2 separate regions of the Mus musculus genome follow, and region 1 is linked to region 2. The links are chromatin contacts, called in public Hi-C maps. All regions are on one chromosome and are shown on one strand. Each heading gives the region's core, a stretch centred on a gene start, on an enhancer-like site or on the middle of the called end of the contact. The rest is flanking DNA. Distances are from core to core; before and after follow the strand shown.

Evidence for each region. A called contact is a pair of places that touch in the nucleus more often than the background predicts.
Region 1: a contact with region 2 is called in a Hi-C map of cortical neurons, with 5 times the contacts expected there. The contact joins the enhancer-like site here to the promoter of 6530411M01Rik in region 2. A contact is called at or near these places in 1 of 39 promoter capture datasets (the 3T3-L1 cell line), 31 of 484 Hi-C or Micro-C datasets (B cells, DN3 thymocytes, the G1E-ER4 cell line and 22 more) and 6 of 115 datasets of contacts at active chromatin or transcription factors (SST interneurons, astrocytes, embryonic forebrain and 3 more).

What each region holds. Positions count from the first base shown.
Region 1 is chr17:11,615,232-11,622,342 of GRCm38.p6, reverse strand. The region is part of intron 6 of Prkn (parkin RBR E3 ubiquitin protein ligase); the gene reads right to left. Among named protein-coding and RNA genes, the nearest start is that of Gm41525, 46 kb to the left of the region's middle. Within about 2 kb of position 3,297, at least 16 of the 459 cell types and tissues checked have an H3K27ac peak or open chromatin away from gene starts, as enhancers often do. A contact at or near this core is called in SST interneurons, cerebral cortex, cortical neurons and 1 more, where this site is marked.
Region 2 is chr17:9,165,076-9,171,977 of GRCm38.p6, reverse strand. It overlaps 6530411M01Rik (RIKEN cDNA 6530411M01 gene), which reads left to right and starts at 3,956. Exons shown (of 3, transcript NR_027881.1): 1 at 3,956-4,691. Gm52287 (a long non-coding RNA gene) reads right to left here. Exons shown (of 2, transcript XR_003952250.1): 2 at 2,103-6,902.

The DNA.
Region 1 (7,111 bases), core at 2,048-4,547, 2.5 Mb before region 2:
TTAATTTTTTTGCACACACACACTTGCATGCACATGGACACACAAGTGTACACTCGTGGAGAACATATCAAGTCCTCAGTGTTCTATTTTGTTGTAATTCCTGCTTTGGTTTGTTCAGGAGTCTGGGGCAGAAGATTTGATTATTTCTGTCTTGGAAATGTGGCCCCAGTGCATTGAAAGAAGATTATCCTGAAATCACATCAGTGGCTCCTTCCATTCCCACATCATCACTTATGGAGAAAAAGAACAGGAAGAGAATTGATGGGCTCTGTGTGTCCACAAACATCTCCACTCACCTTCCTCACCCGCATCCTTCCTAAGAGGGTCTAATCTGTGGGCAGTTGGTGGCATAGCTCCCTGGCCTGGGCACCACAGGTTTTCCAAGCTCAGTGCTCAGAGTATGTGGAAGCAATGGGACAGTGAATCTTCACTCTTCCTGTCCACCCTGATCCCCATCCTAATATGGGTAATGCATTGGGAGTCTTGTTGACAGAAATGTAAGAGAAAGTGGGAGAAACTGAGCATCTTAACCCACTTTCAAGCTGTGCTTACTCAGTGGGAAGATTACAAGAGAGTAAGAAAAACTATCTTCTCCCAGACAAACTGAATTCATGGTGTGCCAACTTCCAGGAAACTAACTAGATGGCGCTGTGGAGCCCACAGGCAAGGGTTTAGTTATTGCACACTAATAAACTCGGGAGACTCAGATGCTGGATAAAGAGGGGTGTGTAAGGCCCTGTAATAACACAGAAGGGCATGGTGAGCTGGTGGATGTGGGTGTGCATGCTGTAATGCGATTTGATGAACACTCTTCTTAGAATTAGAGGATGTTCAATGAATGAGCATTTATCTCTGTCATTTCATCGGTGCCCCCAGCTAGCTGGTGATATGTTCGTGAAAACCCACATCATTCACTTAGGGTTACCCACATCATTCACTTAGGGGTCCAGTCTTAGGGGTCGTATGGACAGTGTTATAAATGGAGGTTTCACCTCAGCGTCCTTGATTGTTTCTTCAAACCGTGAAGGATGACAAGCATCAGTAAATCACTGACGTACAGATGGGAGACCTCTAAGAATAATGTGCATCCAAGTGACAACGGGACAGACTCACAGCACAGTTAGACTCACATGTCTCATACCCCTACAGACAGTTCCCAAGTTAAGTTCCAAGAGTTGGGAGTGTTTGAGAATCTACACTGAAGGAAACATTGAAATAAACTTCTGAATTATAAATGCTTTGGGAACATGTACTTATCATAATGTTAGTAAAATAATTAATAGAATACCGCACACAGAGAGATGTCTGGTTCCCCGGTAGTCAAACTGCTGCTTCTGCCCTCCCACATATGCCTGGTGCTGAGTGACATTCGTCAAATCATTGTGAGTCATTGTGTGTATTTAAGGGCTGGAAATTGGATACTTACTTTGGCTTTATATCATTCTTTCTTTTCTTCCTGTGTGTGTGTGCAGTTCCTCTAGTCTTCAGATGTGTAAGTCACAGAGGATGGGATTCTCATGAACTCCTTGACAGATGGAGCCTCATTTTGGGTAAGAGCTTATGCAATATCATGATGTACACAGACCCGAACATACTACATGCACCTTTTCTTTTCCCAACTGCAGTTACTTGAAATAGAATCTACCAGTAGTCCTGCATATGCTCAAAGAACAGAGACCTGCAGCAGCACTACAGTGAGTGTGTGATGGCAAAGCTCCACACTGCAGTGAGGAGCCCACCACCCAGGGCTGTGAGGAAACACTCTTCCCCCTCCCCACTCCTCACACCCAGGCTGCTGTGACGAACTCCTTACCAAGCTTCTATAAGTAATAGCCAACGCTTACTCCCATGAGGACCCACTCATTCTTCTCATTTCCGTAAGGAACCCCAATACATGCTTTGCTTCAACAAGCTAGACTTGGGTGGCATGGTTTCTGTTGTCCTCTATGTGCAGTCCAGCAGGGACTGTCTGTCCTCTTGTCTGCCTTGCAAGCTTGAGTGAACTGTCATAGGCTCAGTGGGATTTTGTCTCTGTAGCCTTTGCAAAAAACTTGGGTGCTCCTGCCTGGCATGTGGGGTGTCAATCTCCCAGGAGCACATAGTTACCAGACAGCAAGGATAGCTCCTTTCCAAGAAGGGAACCTAGTGGAGTCTTTTCCTTTGCACATTCCCCTCAATGCGTGCCACACAAATGCCCTGCTAAGAGGACAGCTGTGCTTCTTTCATTCCCACCCCCGCCCCCCAAGCTGCAGCCTGCAGGAATGCAGCAGATTGCTTATCATTTCTTCTGGCTTTAATTCCTCTTTATTTTTCACCCTAGCCACCCTGGGCTTTCAGTTCCCAAACAGTGTCAGCACTATTCATTCTAGCCTAAGGCTCTGCTCCCCAGAGCACTCTGGGTAAAGTGTGAGCCAATTGATTGATGTAAACGCTTTCTGGTGATCTATGAGCGAGGAGGCACCTGAAACCAAAGTTGTTATCATTGTCATGGTGTCTACTTCAAAACATGGTGGTGCTGAGTGACCTGTGGCACCGCTCTGAAACTCAATACAAGGAGTTAAGAGAAAAATCAATGGAAATGTGTTAAATGGTAGCAAAAATCATATTTCAAGTGGAGTTCAAAAGAAGAGAAAACCAAATTAAAATAAGATTTTTAACTTGGAAAATGAAAATCTAAAAATTGACTCTGTTTAGATAAGGCAAATGTGGGTGAGGCTGTGGAGAACACACGGCATATGCATGTATTTAAATAAATGAAGACTTGCACACACTGAGAGTGCAGGGGGAAAACTAAGGCAATTCTGTTCATTCTTGCGGAAAACCCATTACTGTACAAATTCGAGAGTGAAGGCTCCTAACAGTTCAATTTGTGGGTGTCTGCACCCATGTTTTGCTCACTGCCATTTTTCTTCCATGAAATGTGATTGCCACCCTGTCTCAGATGTGGCAAGTCTCAGCGTTCCACCCAGTCAGTTCTAGACAGATGGCCACAACACACATTTTCCAATCATGCCCAGACCAAGATTGAATCTGGCAGAAGCCTTAACTCATAACTTCCATTCCCAAAGACACTAAACATATTTGCTTGGTAGCCTTTCTGACAGCATCCATTAAACACAGAGGCATGTAGGGATGGATGCGTGGAGCAGGGTGGGAAGAGAAAGTCATGCTGGGATGCATGACTGGAAGAGGACACTCCAAACGGGAAGACTTCTGCTCCACTCTCACCTGCAACCCCTCTCGTGAGCCTGTGTGAGTGGCAGAGTGCCACCTTGCTTTCACTTGGAGTGCAGTGATATGACTCACGCAGTGAGCTGCTTTCGGTGATGCTCTGACAAAAAAATCCTTAAGCAAGGAAGGGTTCTCTTGGATCACAGTTGGAGGGGCAGTCCATCCTGGTGGAGCCAGAGTGGTGGCAGGAACATGGGGCATCCAGTTACATTATATACTCAGGATGCAGGGAGTGATAAATGTTGGTCCTCAGCCAGCTTTTCCTTTTCATCCATCTTGGGATGTCCTCCATCCTCCACCATGGAAGGATTAGGATTCTCTTCACACCAAGGATGCGTTTTCCTACCTCAATTAGTCCAATCAAGACGTGCCCAGAGGTTTGTTTCCATAGTGACGCTAAATTACATCAATCTGATAATCAAGGTTGAGCATCACACCCACCGAGATGGGAATGCAGCCTGCAGCAGGGTGTAGGCCTGATGCATGCAGCTTATGAGGAGGGGTCTGCGGACAAGAAGTAAGTTGGGATGGTTACCACATGGATATTGTGGCCACAACACGCTGGCAGCCTGACTAATGGATGTTCTGTGGCTGAACTGTTTCCATCTGAAATAATAACTCCCCAGCTCCAGAAAGAGGAGGGCCCTTAACACCCCTGCAACTCTTCTCACATCTTATCATTATGATGCAATGGAAAGGGGGCCAGTTATCTCAAGAGCAACATGCAAACAACATTGTTTTCAAGGTGCTTTAGAATAAGGAAAAGGGGTTCCCCCAATGGGCCAGCACTAGGTAAGGAGCATGAGAATGGAGGGACCTGCTTTGACTATGCTGGTAATCTGTTGACTGCCATCACAAGCTCCTCGTTGCCCTTCACAGCCATGGGGGCAGGCTGCTGTTCCTTACCTCGTCTTCTAGGGTCACAAAGAGTCATTCCTACGTGAGTTGTAGGAACCTGTTCTTGTCTCTAGGTTTATTGAGATCAAGGCATGACATCTGTCCACAGACTCATTTGTACCACGGCAGTGTCTTTATCTTACTAGCGGCAAAGTCTCATGGGGACACTGACTCTTGAACCAAGCCATTTTCTTCTATTACTTTCATCTTTTAAGAAGTATTTATTATACATATTCTCTTTTGTTATGTTTAAGGTCGGTAAATAAAAATAGTATCAGTTTATGATGATATGCAATATGACATTTTGAGCTGTGTAGATACTGTGGAACTGCTGAATCAAGTTAATTAGCATATTCATGACCTACCGTAGTTTTTATCTCCATTTATGGCAAAGAGACTTAAAATCTGTTCCCTTACCAGCCTTCCAGCATGTCCTATTTTTAGTAAGTATAGTCACCATGTTATATGACAGAGCTCTTGAAGTTATTATTCCTGTCTAATTCACATGTCATATGTGCTCTGATCCTTACCCTCTGGTTGCCCTGCTTCTCCAGATGAGCATGTCTTTTTACAGAGTCCACATGTTTAAGTGAGCCCTCGCAGTATTTCCTTTGCTATGCCTGGATTATCTCTCCAAGGTTACCTGTGTTCCTATAAATTACAGGGCCACTGCTTCCTATGTCTAAACTATTTAAACATAGTTTCCTGTTGTGTATATGGAGCACATTTCCCCCACTTTAAACATCCATCCATGGGGACTTAGGTTCATTCTGACTATTGTAAGACCGCAATAATCATGGGATATCAAATGTCAATCATAGGCATGTGTCTGCTGTCTGCAGCATAAATGCGGTCTCTGTTCTTGCTTTGCCCACAGACTCCTAATGGTATCTAGCACATTAAAGAGATCAAAGAAAAGCAGCCTGGGAAATCCTGACAAAGTTACCAAAGCCTGCTGTGACTGTGCTCCCAGGCTACAGCAAAGCCAGACACTGGCTAGTCTCGGGGACCCAGTTCATTCACTTTACAAAGACTCTCTAACAACAGAAAACATTGGCTCTGTATAGTAGTGACAGTATGGTACTGACATTCTAGAGACAGAGATGCTAATAGGCTGAATCCATGAGTTCGGCCTCCTGTGTACCCAGCTTTAACCAGGAGATATAAATGGCTACAGAAACATACAAGTAGCCATTAACTTCCACTCACAGCCTCAGTACCAGATACAGTGGAATAGACAGAAAAGCTTCACTCAGATATATTTCTAAGTACCTGTGACACGGTGGGTGATTACAGATGATCTGCTCCCTCCTTACTTTGGCAAAATGACAGTGACAGAGGGAAGGATTACCACTCTCTTGCACTGGGCCTGGGCACCCGCCTCGCTGTAGGCTACTGGTACGGAAGTCCCAGGGTCCACCGGGGTTCCTGCTCTTCAGAACACCAGTGCATTTCTGCTCTTGAGTTTTGGGGACTTCTGCTGTCTAGCTTGTGTGTGGCAAATTTAAGTAGAAATGAAGTTGAAAGTGGGTTGACTGTCTTAATCATGGCTTGTAGGTGATGCAACTAGCCTGGTGCCTTGCTGAGAACTTTGAAGCGATGGGTCAAGGCAAGGAGACATCAGGTGTGGGAGAACAGTTGGAGGGAGGAAAAGAAGAGGGGAAGGGATTGGAGGAGGCGGTTCCCATCAAGGCTCTCTCTCAGCCCAGCCTAGATCTACAGCTGTCCCTGGTCAGTGCTTCCTCTGGGAAGGTTTCTGGTCACAACACTGTCAATAGTACATTCCAAGAACACACCTGGGAACTACATCAAAGCATTTATTGCACCCCAGTAGGCAGCCATTGGCCTGGAATCCTTAGCCATGTTCACACATGGCTGAGCTTTCTGCTGTGTAGGACTTTCTGGTCCAATATCTCAAGTAGAAAAAAAAAAAAGGCTCCCATGCTCAGGACATTACCTACCGATGCCATCCCTACCCCACTGTCTGTTGGAAGTTTAATGAGATGAGTGCCTTAGATTACACAATGTTGGCTAAAAAATTAGTTCCTAGACAATCCAGAGTCTACCTGAAATGTTGGTGAGGGCAGAGGCCTTTTCTGCTGCAGAAGTTTTATAGTGTTGAGTTATTTGCCTCAGGTCAGTGTCCCCAAATTTAATTTCAGAGTTTTTTAGATTTTTAAAGTTAGGGCAACCCTTTACTGCATTTAAAATCAAAGATTAAAACCAAAAGAAAACAACAACAAAAACAGTTGTATGGGGTGTAACATAATTTTTTTTTTAAACAAGTGCTTTATGGAGAAAAAAATAGCCATAAGAGAAAATGGCTGCTTTTTGTGCACTGAAGGATCAATTCCTGAGAGTAGGAGAATTTGACTTTCAAAGGCACACACTTTACCTTGTGGTGTCTGTATTCACAAAGCGACATCCTCACATATGCCATCCTGGAGTAGGGGGTCTCACCCACAGCAGTTGGGATGGCATAATCCCATAATCCCTTGCTCTGCACATCCAGAAATCCGAAGGATGGACAGTAGCATCCTTGCTCCCAACCGGCTAGGCAGAATCCCTCCAGTAGTAGTCGTAGTCGTAGTCGTAGTCGTAGTCGTAGTCGTAGTCGTAGTCGTAGTCGTAGTCGTAGTAAGAGAGAGAGAAAGAGAGAGAGAGAGAGAGAGAGAGAGAGAGAGAGAGAGAGAGAGAGAGAGAGAGAGAGAGAGCAAAATGTGTGAATGAACTGGTGAGGAGTGAGTGGTGGAGAGTGAAGTGTCTGCCTGTGTCCCTCCTTCCATGCACAGGGCATTGCCACTGCCGTCTTCACCCCACTGTCTGCTGGAAGTTTAATGAGATGAGTGCCTTAGATCACAGAGTGTTGGCTAGAAATCAGTTCCTAGACAATTCAGAGTCTATCAAGTACTAGTAAGTCATTGAACTGACGAACCACGGGATGAATGAGAAGAAGCCCCCCATACCAACCTGGAACCAACCC
Region 2 (6,902 bases), core at 2,707-5,206:
CAGGTCTAGTCTGCAACCTGTATTTGTACTTTTGGCCTTGTACTGGATTGGATCCCAATTTTGGTAATCTCTGGATCTCTCTGGAATTTAGATTCATGAAGAGGACCCAGCATCTGCGTTCAAGGCAGCTGTGCTGGAATCGGGGTTGAACTGAAAGCAGGGACTCTGGAGCGTCCATGAAGCCTGAATTTCTTGGCCCATATAATCTGGTCTGTCACCAAGGCCTTTTTGGTTGTCCTAGACCATATAAGGGGAAGCCTAGAATCTGGGTCTTTGGTCTTAGAGCCAGAAACATAAGGGTCTGATCAGCTCTTGAGTTTATTAGGACAGCCTTGACCCAAGTCTTACAACAACATGAATCTGCAGGACTGTGAGGCTGCAAGGTTTATACCAACACCAATCAGGTGTTGAGCTTGAGTTCACACAAGCTAGATGGTGTTTGAGGACAACTCTGGACTGATACTGTGCAGACCTAAAGTGCAGGCTATAGGCACTTGCTCAGCCCCGAGTGGGATGTATTCTGTATCTCAGAAACTTTCCTTTAGGCTAGCAGATGGGTGCTGACCTAAGAACTACCAAGACCTTTTAGCCTGGTGGTATCAGGGTCAATCCAGGACTGGGCATAAGTAAAGTCTAAGTCAGAGTGTATAGGATAGATCCTAGTTCTACTACTGGATGGCAGCTGATCCCAGGTGCTACCATCATGGATTCCTGGGCCATTGGCCTTGATCTGGTCAGATTCAGCGTTCCATGCCTGCAGGGTCAGGAACAGAACCTGTTGTATATTCTCCGGAACATACACACACGCTCGCACATACATGCGTGCGCGCACGCACGCACACACACACACACACACACACACACACACACACACACACACACATCTTAGAAAAATAACCATAACGATGTATAGGAAACTTCTAGGTGAACAAAACACGTGTTCAGGGCTTTCTTGGTACGCAAACATATCACTGACATTCTAAGTCATACTAAAAGGTTTCTTCTCTAGGCTTGAAGCTCCCCCCACCCCACCCTACCCCACCCCAAAAAGCACTTGTAGATCAGCCACACAGAGCAAGCATAATAGACAGAAGGGGGAAGCTGGATCCAGGCAAGGTGTTTTGGCTTGCTAAACTTTTGCTATCATGCTCTTTGGTAGAGTTGATTTTCAAGCGCTATAATGAGGCCTCTGACAGCTGTTAGCAGCACAAGATTAAGAATCAGATGGGGTGAGGATTTTATTTATCTTGTTATTTGTGTCTTCGATACCATGGACAGGTTGCTTACACTCTTGGAATCTTGATGTTTTCATTGGTAATCTGGAAACCACGTCTTTTGACGAGGAATTGTGTGTGGGTTAGAGTCAGACTGCGTGATGCAATGTTTCCCCAGCGGGAGCTGCAGACAGTGGTGCTATGTATATTGTGTGCAAATGTATATGAACCTTGGAAAGAAAGCAAGCCCGTGATGCTCCCTGAATGGAAAGGGAGACTTGGAGGCTGATGGGGAGGTGAGCTGAGAGCAATGAAATCAGGAGGCTGGAAGAAGAGTTTAAGCAGCCCTTGTTAGATACCACCCATGCTCACTGTGCCTTGCCTAAGTCAGTCTAGATGGCTGTCACTCAGGGTGCACTGAATAGTGTTAAAACAGGAAGCCCCTTTCCTCAGGGCCCACAGCTTGTAATTTATTGGGAAGAACCTCTTTCTCACTGATAATGTCTCTGTAAATAGACACAGGAAATTTCCTATAAAAAGTCAGCCAGTCTCAATCACATTCCTCATCTATTGCCTCCCACTTCATTGCTTAATACAGGCGTAGGGAGGGCTGTCTCAACTACTCGGTTACAGCCAGGCATAGGCACACTTTTAAAATAGTCTATATGTCAAGTCAAGGGAGTGAATGACAGAGGAAACCTGGTCCATGTGTGCATTGGCGCAGAGCTGTGCATCTGGCTTTAAACCCCTTGCTTTGCACTAGGATCTGTTTGTCCATTAAAGGGGGATGACGAGGCACACACACCCAGCATATTCCACAGCAGACCACACTGGTGAAATGCGTTCAACATCTATTTAGGACAAACTGCGCCTTCTTCCACCGGATGGTAGCGTCCAAGCAAATCTTATTTCAATTTCATGCAATTCATTAATGCCACAGCAAAAGGCCATTAAGTATTTCCAGGACTCTTTAGACTGTTATACTTGGTTGAAGATTAATCTAAATATGGAATCTAAATTTAAACACGCAGAAGCATGCCTATCTCGTCTTTCTCGGGCGTCAATTTCCACGATTCCATTGACAATACTGCGTTTTTAAAAATATCTGCTCTTTTTTGGTGTGTTTTCTGATGCAAGCTCTTCAGAAAGCAGGAAAAAAAATAATAACGTAGGATCAAAGAGTCTTAAAAACCGGTAATAGAAATTCCATAGTGACTCTGCAGCACCATCTAGTGTCTCGGGAGGTTATGACACTCTTTCTGGCAAGGCAGATCTTCATTGATGCTCCCGGAATGCTGATGAGAAAAATCCCACCACCCCTTTCCATCTCGTCAATTAAACCCTAATTTAATTAAACCTGTACAAGGCCAACTGCCATCAATTTGTTAAATCCTATAATTTCCCAAACTCCTCTACTTTGAAAAATCATTAAACCATTAAAATACAGCTGGGAAGACCTGGAGAATCTCTGACTGCGGTTTTAAGGACAAAGTGAAATTTGGCTCTGGGCACTATCTCTAATCATATTATGTTAGAGGGTATTTCAAAATAGTTCTGGGGGTAAATTTTTATTAAATATGGGGAGATTGTGAATGGTCAACCAAGCAAGAGTTGTTTGTTTGTTTGTTTGTTGTTAGACAGGGTCTCATTTTGTACCTGGCTGACCCAGAACTCATTATGCAAACCAGGCTGGCCTTGAGCTCACAGACATCTTCCTGTCTCTGTTTCCCAGATGATGAAATTAAAGGCTTATGCTTCCTCATGCTAGGAACTAGTTGCAAAAAAAACACTTTCAACCAACATATTGTGTTTTGGTTGTGGGGTAATATAGACTAAGAAGCTCAAAGACGGGGGAAACACACATACCCCCTATTTTGTTCTGTGATTTCCCCCACGCCTTTAAACTTTATTTTTCTTTTTTATGTAAGCAGGATGTCCCATTCAGAGAATGGTGACCTCTGAATTAATGTCATAGATTTGTAGTAAAAGGGATAGATGCTAGTCATGTATGATTATAAATCAAAGATGTTGTTCTGGGGTCAGTGACACAGAGGGCACATAGGACCACTCTGATGAGGGAACGGAGTTTCACTGTGGTGGGAGCCCAGAGCTCTGCTGCCATCTGCTGGTCCAGCATGCATGACACATGTGATCCATCTTTCCTTAGAACTAGTCTCATTTTAGGTCACAGCTCACCTTGGGCATACACGAACCTGTCAGCCCTCTCTTTGTATTCTGATTCATCTTAGCTGCAGGCATCCCACAAACTGGCAGACACGCAGAGAAACATTGAGAGCACAGGTGGAGGGCGGGACGGACCTAGTGCCCTATTTAAACTGATGGATACATTTAAATGAAATATACACGAGTTAGGGAAGGATGTACCGAGCGAACCCGTGGTAAATTTCAGATCATTATTTGATGCCGCTACTTCGCCGTTTGTCTTCTTTGCCCTCGCGCGGTAAACCAATGTGCCCTTTGCAGTTTGACATGAATATGGTTTATTTTAGCTAAAAATCCAAGCCGGCCCTAGTCACTCTCGCTGTGAGCATTTTCAGGCTCTCCTTGCAATCCCAAGAGTACAGAAAATAAATTTGACACAATGTTTCTTTTGTCTTCCCCCACCCCCCACGCCTCTGGCCAATTGATTCGGAGCTCTGTTTCTGTCTTGCCACTGCTGCCTCCAGGTCGAGCTGAGATTTCCGTAGCTTGTTAAGCTAATTTGGGTGCTGAGCAAGGACAAGTCCAGAAAGCAGATTCACAAAGCAGAGACTCACAGAAGCGGGGCTGTTGTGCTATGCTGTTTAGAAGCTGGCAAACGTGCCCTGGATCCTCCTCAAAACATCCGGCTGAGACAATGCAGTTTCGGGCTCACAGCATTGTTCCTGGAGAGACCTGAAGATCCCTGGAGGCTCCGGAAGCCATGCAAGGAGCGACCCCAGGGGAGCTGTGGTTCCCAGGCCTCAGAGGTGAAAGACAGTGGCTTGCAAATGCAGCGCCTCAGAGGTGAAAGAGACAGTGGCTTGCAAATGCAGCAACAGCATCCCATGAGTGCAGGGGAGCGCTCTGGGTGGAGCAGAACAGTAAAGTTCATAAATTCAGCACGTCAGAGCAGCCTGTCTCCCCTATTTACTCTGCAAGTCCGTGACATCGCGAGCGCTCGCTACTTTACTTTGTCTTAATGCTGGCGCGTTAACCTCTGAACGGTGACTTTCCAGCCACTAGCCTGGAGGCTGTAAGGTGCTTCTGTGCCTATTTTTAGCCTCTTTTCCGCGAAGAAAAGAGAAAATAATAATGTCTCGTTCCGGGGATCCTTCTCAAGCATGCACAGGATCCAGGAGGCAACAGTAACATCCCTAAGGAGCCAGTCTCAGAAGCAGGTGTGGGGCGCCCTCTCTCTGTTATCAGAGAGGGTGCCGGAAAGCAGCTGGGCCACAGCGGGGCACTGGGCAGGATCGCTACGAGGAATTCAATAAGGTTGGCTGCAGAGTTTCAGAGAGCAAAGTGGGGGAGGGGAACTCTGAGTGTGCTGTGCCTGTTCCCTTTGGGCTCCTCTGCCCACTGTGCTGTCTCAGAGGGACAAAATCAAGCACAAAAGAGCCCTAGAAATGTGTCATGTGGGCCACACCCCCAAACCCCCGACCCCGTTCATTTCTGAACAGAATTATCAGAGCAGATGACCTTTTTCTAAAATGGTGCTTCTGAAATGAGTCTATCCTTTGTTTTGTTATCAGAATCATACGATGTGAAATTAGAGAAATGTGTGAACGCAAAAGGATTCTAGATGAAACCCACCCAGAGCAGTATTTTCTGTATTTTGCATTTTTCACGTAAACTCCTTGATTATGTACATATACATGTATGAGGAATGTTGATGCATGGGCTGTGTCTATATTTTTTCATAAAGCATCTCACATATTACCTTTAAATGGCTGCCATTTCTTATGGAGTAGTGTGCATGTGTGAATGTGTATGTGTAGATAATATTTAGATATAAGGATAATAAGTTTATCTATATTTTAATATTGGTCTATATTCATATTTTTCTGGGCTCCGTTCTCAGCAGTAGAAATGATAGCACCTGTATTAATACCATAATGGTTAATATGTGTATGTGTATATGAATATATATACACATACTTACATGTGTGTATATATGTATATAGATGTGTGTGTTCTGTATGTGTGAGTGTGTTGTATATGTATAATCAAAATGCTTTCACAAAATGAATGGAGTAAGCATGGTGATACAAGCCTCGTGGTAATTCCAGGACTCACCCAGTTAAGAGAAGTGAATGCCTCACAGTTAAAGGTCAGCCTGGATGACCAGTAACTTTCAGGTTAGTCTGTTTTAAGATTTGAGACCATGTTTGAAAACCAAACAACACAGCAGCAAAAGATAAACAAATAATTTGACCGTCCCCAGACTATAAAACACTGACGCGCTGAACCGCTATTAATGTTCATTACATCTTTTAATCTTTGTAGATTTGATTTAGAAAAAAAAATAATTTATAGAGAAAAATAAGCTCTCCCTGTTCTCCATGATGGGAAGAAACAGGAATGGAGCCCCGCTGTGATGACTGTGGATCAAGAAATCCTAGAAAACAGAGCAAAACTCAGAGGCTCTGGGAAGTGTGTGCTCTGCTGGGTTCACTAATGTTTTGAAAGTGAAGTCAAATATGATAGAACTCAAAGAACAATAAAGAAACAAACATAAAAGTGGTAGGTCATAGCAGACAGTGTTAACACCAAGCTCTGCCGGTGTCTTACTCATTCCATGGTGCCTGGCACACATCACAGACCTTGTCACTGCCAGGAAAAGGAGGGATGGAGGCTCAGGCTGTTCAGCTTGCACTTTTAGTTACAACTTTGCTCCAGGATGTGTTTGGATCCAAACTGTGTTCAGCCATCAAATTAGGCCACCTCTGAGAATCACTAATAGAAATGTCAGGTTGAACAAGAAAACCTACAGAGTGAACTCACCTGGGCCCACTGGGGCTCGTGGAGACTAAACTGCCAACCAGAGAGTATGTATGGGGTGGACTTAGGCTCCCTACATGTATGTAACTATTGTGTAGCTGGGTCTTCATGTTGGAACTCCTAATGCAGGAGCAGGGTCTATCTCTGAATACATTGCCTGTCTTTGGATGCCTTTCCTCTGACTGGGCTGCCTCAATGGAAGAGGGTGCGCCTAGACTTACTGCAAACCCTCTTGATAGACTGAGGCTGTTTGATGTCCATGGAAGGCCTCCCATTTTCTGGAGAGAAAGGGAGAAGGGATGGTGGGGGAGAGGAGGGGAGAGAAAGGGACTAAGAGGAAAGGAGGGAGGAAAGCGGTGATCAGGATATAAAGTGAATAAATAACTTAGTCAATAAAAAAAGAGAAGAAGAAAAGAAAAGAAAAGGAGCGAGACTACAGACTTTATGTTCAGCTTAACATATATAAAACTTATATTGATCTACATCTCTTATAATTCACTTTCCTCCTAAAAATGTTGATATACAAAATAAATATATAAGTAATACCTATATAAAATAGAATTAATACATACATATATGAAGTATCTGTGAATCTTAACATGTAAATATACCCTTGCTTATAAAAGATATATATACGTGTGTGTGTGTGTGTGTGTGTGTGTGTATACATATATGATTCATGATTTTAGGCCTGCCACTCAAAAT